Linked DNA regions of Mus musculus: region 1 is linked to region 2. The links are chromatin contacts, called in public HiChIP or PLAC-seq maps. All regions are on one chromosome and are shown on one strand. Each heading gives the region's core, a stretch centred on a gene start, on an enhancer-like site or on the middle of the called end of the contact. The rest is flanking DNA. Distances are from core to core; before and after follow the strand shown. Region 1 has its middle 180 kb from the start of 9530026F06Rik. Region 2 has its middle 68 kb from the start of Icos.

What was found. HiChIP or PLAC-seq counts read pairs in DNA pulled down with a chosen protein or histone mark.
Region 1: a contact with region 2 is called in a BATF HiChIP or PLAC-seq map of CD8 T cells, with 7 read pairs. The contact joins two enhancer-like sites. A contact is called at or near these places in 2 of 484 Hi-C or Micro-C datasets (both in embryonic stem cells) and 2 of 115 datasets of contacts at active chromatin or transcription factors (CD8 T cells and stem cell-derived neural progenitor cells).

The regions. Positions count from the first base shown.
Region 1 is chr1:61,200,896-61,205,204 of GRCm38.p6, reverse strand. No RefSeq gene overlaps it. Among named protein-coding and RNA genes, the nearest start is that of 9530026F06Rik, 180 kb to the left of the region's middle. RefSeq lists an enhancer at 623-3,003. Within about 2 kb of position 1,739, at least 49 of the 459 cell types and tissues checked have an H3K27ac peak or open chromatin away from gene starts, as enhancers often do. A contact at or near this core is called in CD8 T cells, where this site is marked.
Region 2 is chr1:61,043,790-61,048,114 of GRCm38.p6, reverse strand. No RefSeq gene overlaps it. Among named protein-coding and RNA genes, the nearest start is that of Icos, 68 kb to the right of the region's middle. Within about 2 kb of position 1,869, at least 18 of the 459 cell types and tissues checked have an H3K27ac peak or open chromatin away from gene starts, as enhancers often do. A contact at or near this core is called in CD8 T cells, where this site is marked.

The sequences.
Region 1 (4,309 bases), core at 490-2,989, 160 kb before region 2:
CAATGTGTTCTGCCTGGAGTTCGCAGCCTGGTGCACACAATACAGAACCACAAATAAAATCCACTTCACCCAGGACAGTGACCTTGACCAGTTGCGCAATGACACCTTCTAGAGATTTACCATCAGCTTGGCCAGCTGAAGGCCAAGGCTTTAAGCACGTGCACACACACAGACACACACACACACACACACCAAAGATGTTAATAATGTACACTAAAAGTATAATGAGATTTAGTTGATCAAATAAGATTATTTGAAAAGAATTCTCTGTGTGTGTTCATGTTTATATATGGGTGTATACGTTCATATATATATATATATATATATATATATGTACACATATATATACATGTATATATATATGTGTGTGTGTGTTTGTGTATGTTCATGTTTGTATATGTGTATGTGTGTATGTATGTGTATATCTGTGTCCGTGTGCATACACATGTGTTTTCAATGAGTATCTAAAGTCACTGAAATTTGAAAAGACACAGGGAAGTTTTGTTGTTGCTGTTTGCCTGTTTCATTTATTTATAACCAAAGGGTTTATAATGACAATTTTAAATCAGAGTGGGTTGTCAGGATAGCAAAGTCTGGATTATTGGCAGAGAGGTCAGGGTGGCGCTGGAGACCTGGGTTTACAGCAAAAGGAACTATTATATAATAGCACTGCATTCATAATAGCACTTCAAGGAGCACTGCATTTTAAGGAAAAAAAAATCAAAATTGAGTCTTCTCTATCAAGGAGCCAAAAGAAAGCAGCTGAGCTCCCGTCTCAGTTCCCTCACCTCAGCAATGGACCAATCCTGTCTTGCAAAATGAATACAAGAACAGACAGAAACCATGCAGACCAAGGCGTTTCATCAGCAGACAAAGGCTCTACAAACTTAACCATTGTTATCCAGGCACACTTCTAGAAAAACAAACAAACAAACAAACAAACAAAAACAAAGAGACAAAAACCAAAACAAAACAAGGGAGTTAAATATTTTCAGATTTGGCTGCCTTCCCTGAACTGATCCCTTAACCTGCTTATACAACATAAAAAGACATCATAGAAAGTAATGTCGTCTTGCACTTCAAAAATATAAATAAACACTCCAATGACTAAATTTTCTGAGTGAAGCTATTGGCTCTACCTATATTTTCAAAATGCACTCTGGGACCCTTGGCCTCCTGACTGCCCTTCCTCTCACACTGAGGAAAACCAGCATCATTTACAAAACGCTTTGATTAGCGTTTGATTAAGGAGTTCTGACCTTTTTGGAATTAGTCTCATAATTACAGGGCTGTGGATGGTCCCCAGCCTCTCTGTAGCTCCCCTGGTTCAGACTGCTTTGCAGTGGTCTGAGTGACAGGCACTGAAGAGCAATGCCCCACTAATGCTATAATCACCAGGTACCACTTAAGCGCAGCTCAGAGCATCTTTGTTCCAGAGTGGAGTGCAAAGGGGAAGGCTCCTGTGTGAGGCTCTTGTTCCTTTTCCTGTGCGTTCCGTTTCTGCTTTCAGCAGCTTTCTTAATTCAATCACCGCCTCTATCCAACACAATAACCAGAAGAGGCTGGGAGAGGAGAGAAGGTAGTTTGGGGGCTTGGGGGGGGGGAGAACAGGGGGCTGGGAGGGAGAACTAAATCAAAGTCTTCATTCCCCTTTCCTGAAACAGCTCGTGCTGGGAGAGAGCACCAGCTGGGCGAGTTGGCTGAGGGGCCTGGGCTACAGAGTGGACAGCAGGTGTTCCCTGTAACATGACACGCTAGAGCCAGGCATGGCCCAAAAAGTAAAGAAGGAACCTTCCTCTGCATTGTAAGCACGCCTGCCTTTGGCCTCCAGAGTTTTCAAAAGCGTAAAGGAAATGAGTCAGAATGTGAGAATTCGCCCGTTTGGTGGTGATCGGCATGTTTCACCGCACCGCACTGTTTTATCTCACGAGTGAGACATGACGGAGAGCGAGCAGGACCACCAGAGCCTCGCGCCTCCACACTGAACTTCTGGGAACCCATGAGCTAATGGTGCTTTGGCTCCTGCTCTTAGGAGAGACCTGAGAATTGCTGCCCAAGTTAGCCTAAACCTGGTCCAACATTTTCTCGAGTGTGTGAGATGTAAATAGAACTCATGTGAGAAAGATGCTCTGGGTCTAAATAAGTATGGAAAATTTTGGATCCGATACATCTAAACAGGTTGCTTCACTGTGGGACTTCTTGGGGTTTTAAATTACTTGATTTACTTAATGATTTTCTAAAAGGAAGGCAAAAAAAAAAATGTGTAGGCCATTGCAAACGTTTCTGAATTATAAAATTCTGTGTATGAGATGCCACTTGGAAACAAATGACAGTCAACACCATGGAAGTCTTCTGTCCTTGGGGTTACAGATGTGCCTTGCCTGTGAGAGCTTGTTGCTTTCCTAGATGTGAGTGTGTTTAAAAACAAAACATCAACAACAACAACACGCTGCATATAGTTGTAGGCCTCCAAATATTCTGGTGCAAAAAACTCATTTAATTTGCTTTTTGGAGAAGAATTTCCTCATTGGAATTATGCTAACCTTTCTCCACATGTTAGACCTTCGGTCCTCAGATCTTCCTTCTCGGCTGCCTTTGTAAAGCTAAGGTCCAAGAGAAGGATAAGTCCTGGGAATACTGTAAATTCCCCTGGGAGAAGAGCACGGTACACCCATACTGGGTAGACTCTTGACTGAGCCTGGCAGAGGCTAGAGGATCTGAACAAGTCAGTTCATAGCTGTGCCACATTTCCCGTCTCTACAAAGTGGAGTTGAAATATCAAGGTTTGGTGTAAGAAACAACCTTCCTCAGAGCTCGAGGAAGCCTGGCTCCTGCGTAGGTCCCAGCTGCTGTGCTTTCTATCCCCAGACAGGCAGTGTGCTAGGTAGAACCCCCAGCTGACATTTATCACAGTGAATTCAATACTCAGACTCCAGGCTTCAAGCTACATCTCATGCAATCCCTCCCCCAGAAATCAGCAGATGGTAGGCATCCAAGTGGGAGGGGACTCAGAGAAAATTAAATAAACTGTCCCCTAGGGTCATTCAAGATGTTACTCTTTGTGGTTTTGTAATTTTTTTGTTTTTTGTTTTTTTAGGTTTCCAATGTGATTTTGTTATTGAGAACATGAAAAAAAAAGGAAAAAATGCAATAAAAATGCTTTATGAAGAAAGATGTTCACCCGCAGTATTACTTATATTGGTGATAAAGCAGAAACAAAACAATGTTTCAATAATCAAGAAACGCCTAAGTAAATTATGTTAGAGCTGTGTGATAGACTATCATGTAGCATAATGGCTATGCTTTCTATTTTAATAAATAGTTTTATGAGGAGTTTTATAAAAAAGAAAATGGTTATGGTAGAATATTAGTGAAAATTGAGATACAAAATAACATAAAGAATATGATCACAATTATGTAAAAATAAAGCTAGCAAAAGATCAGATGGAACTGGTCATAGTTTACTTGGTAATGGATCTTCTTAACTATAAATTTCTGAAATTACCATAACTATGAATTGTTTATAGTTTTTAAAGATCATTTTATTTAGAAACAAAAATAAGAAACAGCAAATGTTTCAATTTATCCAAACTTACTGCTTACCCTGGATACCAGGCTAAGTGGGCACATGAGTGGTTAGCCTTAGTGACAAGATAAAAAATGCAGGCAAGGGGTAGGGGACTTTTGGCAGGCTAATGTCAAAATGTACCCCTGAGAAACTATGATATGCAGCAGATCTGGTATAAGAAGCTTATTGGGGGAGGGGAGGGGAGAGGAGTGGGGACATGGGGGAGAGATGGAGGCAGACAGGCAGAAAGAAAGAGGAAAGGGGGGAATCTGAGGTGGATGGGGGCCCTTTTATCCGTAGCACACACCTGGCACATCTAGTAGCCAAAGATAATGACTTAAGCAGCTCCCAGGTCCCTGAGAGCAGGCCAATGGTGTCACCTGTATACTAACACTTGGGTCAGAAAACAACTCAGACCCAATGTTAATGTTGGCTGGAGATAAGGACTGTGGTTCAAGCCACAGGAGTGCTTCAAGCCAGCCACACAGAGAAGTCTGAAAAGGACACCAGACATGCCCAATAGATCTTCTACATACTGATTTCTAGCCCTTCGATAATATCTATAACCTTTGCAGACAAACAGGCAAAAAGACAGCTTGTCTGGACTATCCCTCTAACTAAAATGCCTCCCCACCCCGTTCATCCTCAAATGTCTAAACTGTCTTCTATTTCAATTTCCCTGGTTATACCCACCCACATCATCATAACAGTTATCTTCACACAAAAATTTGTCTGTGAATG
Region 2 (4,325 bases), core at 620-3,119:
TCTGATTGCATACCACCACACCCAGATTTCATATAAGATTTCTTTCATATTTTTCTAAATGTTCTATGGAAGAAAAATTCAATGACATCATCATTCTCCAGAAAACAGACGGTGCAGATGTGGCAAAGCCCTCTTACTAGGAGACTCGAAAATCTGAAAGCAGAGTCTAAGACAGAGGCCTCCTTACAGATGGTTTGTTTCTGAATACAACACTGGGGAGCCAGAGTCCAGGGGAGGGAAGATGGAAAGGGGGTGGCACAAAGTGAACACATGCAGGAGCTATTGTGGTGGCTGAGGCAACAGGATGTAGCTCCATAAACAACTTCTGAGGTCCTTACAAACACGACTCCGACCCTCTGTCTAGGACATCAAGAAGAAAAGCATTTACCTGTCTGCAGTGGTTAAGAATGGCCCCAAGCAGCCATTGCATCTCTAGTTAAACATTCAAGAATGCCAGACCTGGACATGCGCTTTCTATGTGACGTTAGAGAAACTTCAAGCCAAAAAGTGTTATGAGCATGCTGTCTGAAGGTTACCAAAGCATCCTCAGCACAAGGCTGACTTAAATGGAATCTGATTAAGCAATCATCATGTTCCCTGCCCAAGGAAGAATGGGTCCACCTGTGTACAGAGTTAAGCTCATTGGAGAACGTTCTCTCTTAGTGTAGTATTTGCAGAGGAGTTGCCACCAGCAGCAGTTATGAGAACTTACACATGTTCTCAAGCCCTGGACATGAGGTTGGATGCTTGAGTGAAAAGAAGGTATTTGTGAGATACTAAATTTGGCTCTCCTTTAAAGCATGGGCTTATATGTTATGTATGTTTATAATGGGCTACACCTGGACCAGCCCAGAGACAATTCACATGGGGAATTTCTAGCTGTTCCAGTCTAGATCCTGCTAAGAGTAATTTACCCCAGTCCCTAACAACAACAACAACAACAACAACAAAATCAGTAAAAACACACGAGAGAGAGAGAGAGACAGAGAAAGAGAGAGACAGAGAAAGAGAGAGACAGAGAGAGACAAAGAGAGAGACAAAGAGAAGAGAAGAGAGAGAGACAGAGAGAGAGAAAGAGAGAGAGAGAGAGAGAGGGAGGGAGGGAGGGAGGGGGGGGAGGGAGGGAGGGAGGGAGAGGTTCTCAAGTGTAGTTAAAAGCACTTACTGCTCTTGCAGAGGACCCAGATTTGGTTTTCAGAACCTATGTGGTGGCTCACAACTGTCTATAACTTCAGTTCCAAGGAATTTGATACTGTTTCTGGCTTCTAGATACTGGACACACATGTTCATATTTATACATTCAGGGGAAACATTCATACACATAAAATAAAAATAAATAAATATAAAACAATAAAGATGTTCTTAAGTGAATCCAAACCTTCATCCCCATTCATCCTTGAACCCAACTTATAGTCCCAGGTCTAATCCAAAAGCAGATCTTCAGCAGGTTAGGTAGAAAACACAGTGACTAGGTACTGGTAACATTATAGAGCTTTACCAAGAAAACACAATTCCTTACTTAGTCACATTTGTAACTCATATGCTTCTTTAGCAGAATTCAGAGAGAACAAAATCTAGTCTGAGTCATGTTGTGGCTTGAGACTGAAGTAGAGATAGCAGACAGCCTTCATATCTTAACTTATAACTGCTCACAACACCAAAGCAAGCATACACTTTGTAAGCTAATTGTAAGTCAAATTAATATCACCACAAAGATAGTTCAACTCTCCCACTGACTGATGTAGAACAGAAACCTGTAAAAGACATATTCTATTTTCCTTTTGCATGCAAAACATATTCATATGAAATATGGTCACAGTAACTTGAATGATGATCTGTTTCAACTTCATTTTAGATTCTTCCGGTGTTCAGAGAAGTCATAAAATACGCAAGCCACCAAACCACATGACCTAAAAAGATTTAGAAACATGTCCAGAAACCACGAGGTTTTTTTTTGTTTTTTTTTTTTTTGTTTTTTGTTTTTTTTTTATCTACTGGTAGGAATATACTCAAATCACAACCATTGTTAAGAATTTAACTTCAGCTGCAGTAGTTAAGGGACAAGACTACAATGATTGAACACTCATCTGCAGAAACTGTCACTTGATTTCACACACCCACCCTCCTGTTTTTACACAGGACTTCACTATGCCACCCTGCTCATCTGGAACTCAATCTGTAGAGCAACCTCTGCTGAAACTCACAGAGATCCACCAGCCCCTACCTCCAAGTGCCTGAAATTAAAGATGTATGCCACCAATGGACTTATTGCCTCTTACTCCAAAACTTCACATCCTCTAAGGTTTCTAAATGTATTATGCTCCGAGTTACTTGCATAATCTAAAGTGTGAATGAAATCCCTTGAGTGGGATGGCCACAGGTATCTTCATCCATGAAGCTTCCTCAAAATAAACTCAGATCACAAATATATCCCTACACAGCAATCATAAAGATAAAATATTCCAATTATTTTCTCCCTCTCTGAGATGAGCTGGTTCGTTAAGTCCCAAAACATACAATAACACAAATGACAGAGAAATTTATCAATTGGAGACTGTGATGAAAGGGGACTGAGAGAAGTGATTTGTGGGTAAATTATGATCAGACCAGAATTGGAGCTACATTAAAAGATGTTTTGACTCATTAATAAGTGATTGAACTTGACAAGTGCTGAAAGGAATCTGAGAGATGGATAGTGCCCCGGGTTATGGTCAGTGAGGCAGGATGTTGAGCTGAGAAGAAATACTTGATTTCTTTGGCCAAGTATATGGTTCCCAGGGCCTCAATAAGTTCTTGGCAAAAGTGTAAAGAATGTGGCCAGAGCCTGTCTTGCCTGCTGCATGATGACCAAGGTAGATATCAAGGAATGGAGAAACAGGCAACCAAAATTCACTTGTGATTTCCTGCCTCAGCTGTGGATAAGGATTGGAAATAATCAGTGCTGTTTTTATGACCAGAAAACATCAGACAAATGAAAAAAAAATCAAACTTTCCCTGGACCCACCATTAGGTACAGTTGTAGAACAGACTGCCACCCTGAAACCTGAACAAACAGAATGTTCAGGAGATACGGTCAAGATCTACTCTCAGAATAGAAGCCGTGGGAACCTGTTTATAGGTGAGAACCCTTACATGGTTATTTGGGATCTGGGATGGCCTGCTGGGTTAAATACTTGCTGAGCAAGCATGAAGACCTGAGTTCAGAGCCCTAAAACCTATATTAAAAGCTGGAAGTGGTGACATATGCTTGTAACCCCAATAAGGAGCAGGAGGGGGCAGACACTGGCCAATCCCTAAGGTAATAAGTGGTAAGCTTCCTTAGTGTTCTTGGCATGATGAAAGTAGCATTAAAACCACACACACACACACACACACACACACAAAAAAAAAAAAAAAAAAAAAAAAACTTAGGGAATTTTCAGGCTTCATATGTAACTTGGCTGAATCTACTGATCAAGCTCCTATCTCAGTTTCAATGAACAGAAACATTGCTCAAAGTAGCTTCATAGACATAGGAATATGTCAGCTTCTGTTACTAGCAACCAGGGGTAGAGTTGTTGTTGTTTTTGTTGTTGTCATTGTTGTTGTTTAATTAAAATCTAAGTATAATTTTAAAATATAGATCTGTCCATTTCCTCATCTTTACCTTTTTTTCCCCATCTTTTCTTACATCTACTTCTCCTTCTAAGTCAATCCCATTCCCAACTTATGTAAACATTACTCTTAGTTTGGTGGGGCAATAGCCAGCATATTCTTACTCATAGACTATTCCAGTCCTAAAACCCCAGCAGAAGGGCAAGTTTATTTCTCTAAGAGTTCATGTGATACCCCAGAGAAGGACTGAAACTGGTCTGTCAATCACTGTTCCTGGAATGATTGCCTAGAGTGTGCTGTGGCCAGTAGTTGCACTAGCACCCCATGGAATGAGAAAAGGCCGTTCTGTCAAGAGAAGGATGGGACTGTTGCTAGGAGAAAACAAGAGATGAAGACATCTATGAATGACAAAAACAAGAGTTGTTCGCTATATTCTCATCTTGATTTCCCAGCATGCATGTTTATCCAATACATGTCTTTTCAAAAGTATCCTTTGCCTGAGAAGCCGTGAAGTTTCTCCCTAAAGAAGACGTTGCTGTCTATAAACACTATGACAAAATATAACTTGGGAAGTAAAAGGTTTGTTTGCTTTACATGCTCCAGTCACAGTTCATCACTGAGGGAAGCCAGGGCAGGTAGGAGCTCAGGGCAGGAACCTAAAGTCAAGAACTGAACCAGAGACAATGGAGGAATGACTACTGCTTACTGGTTCACTTTTCATGGCTTGCTCG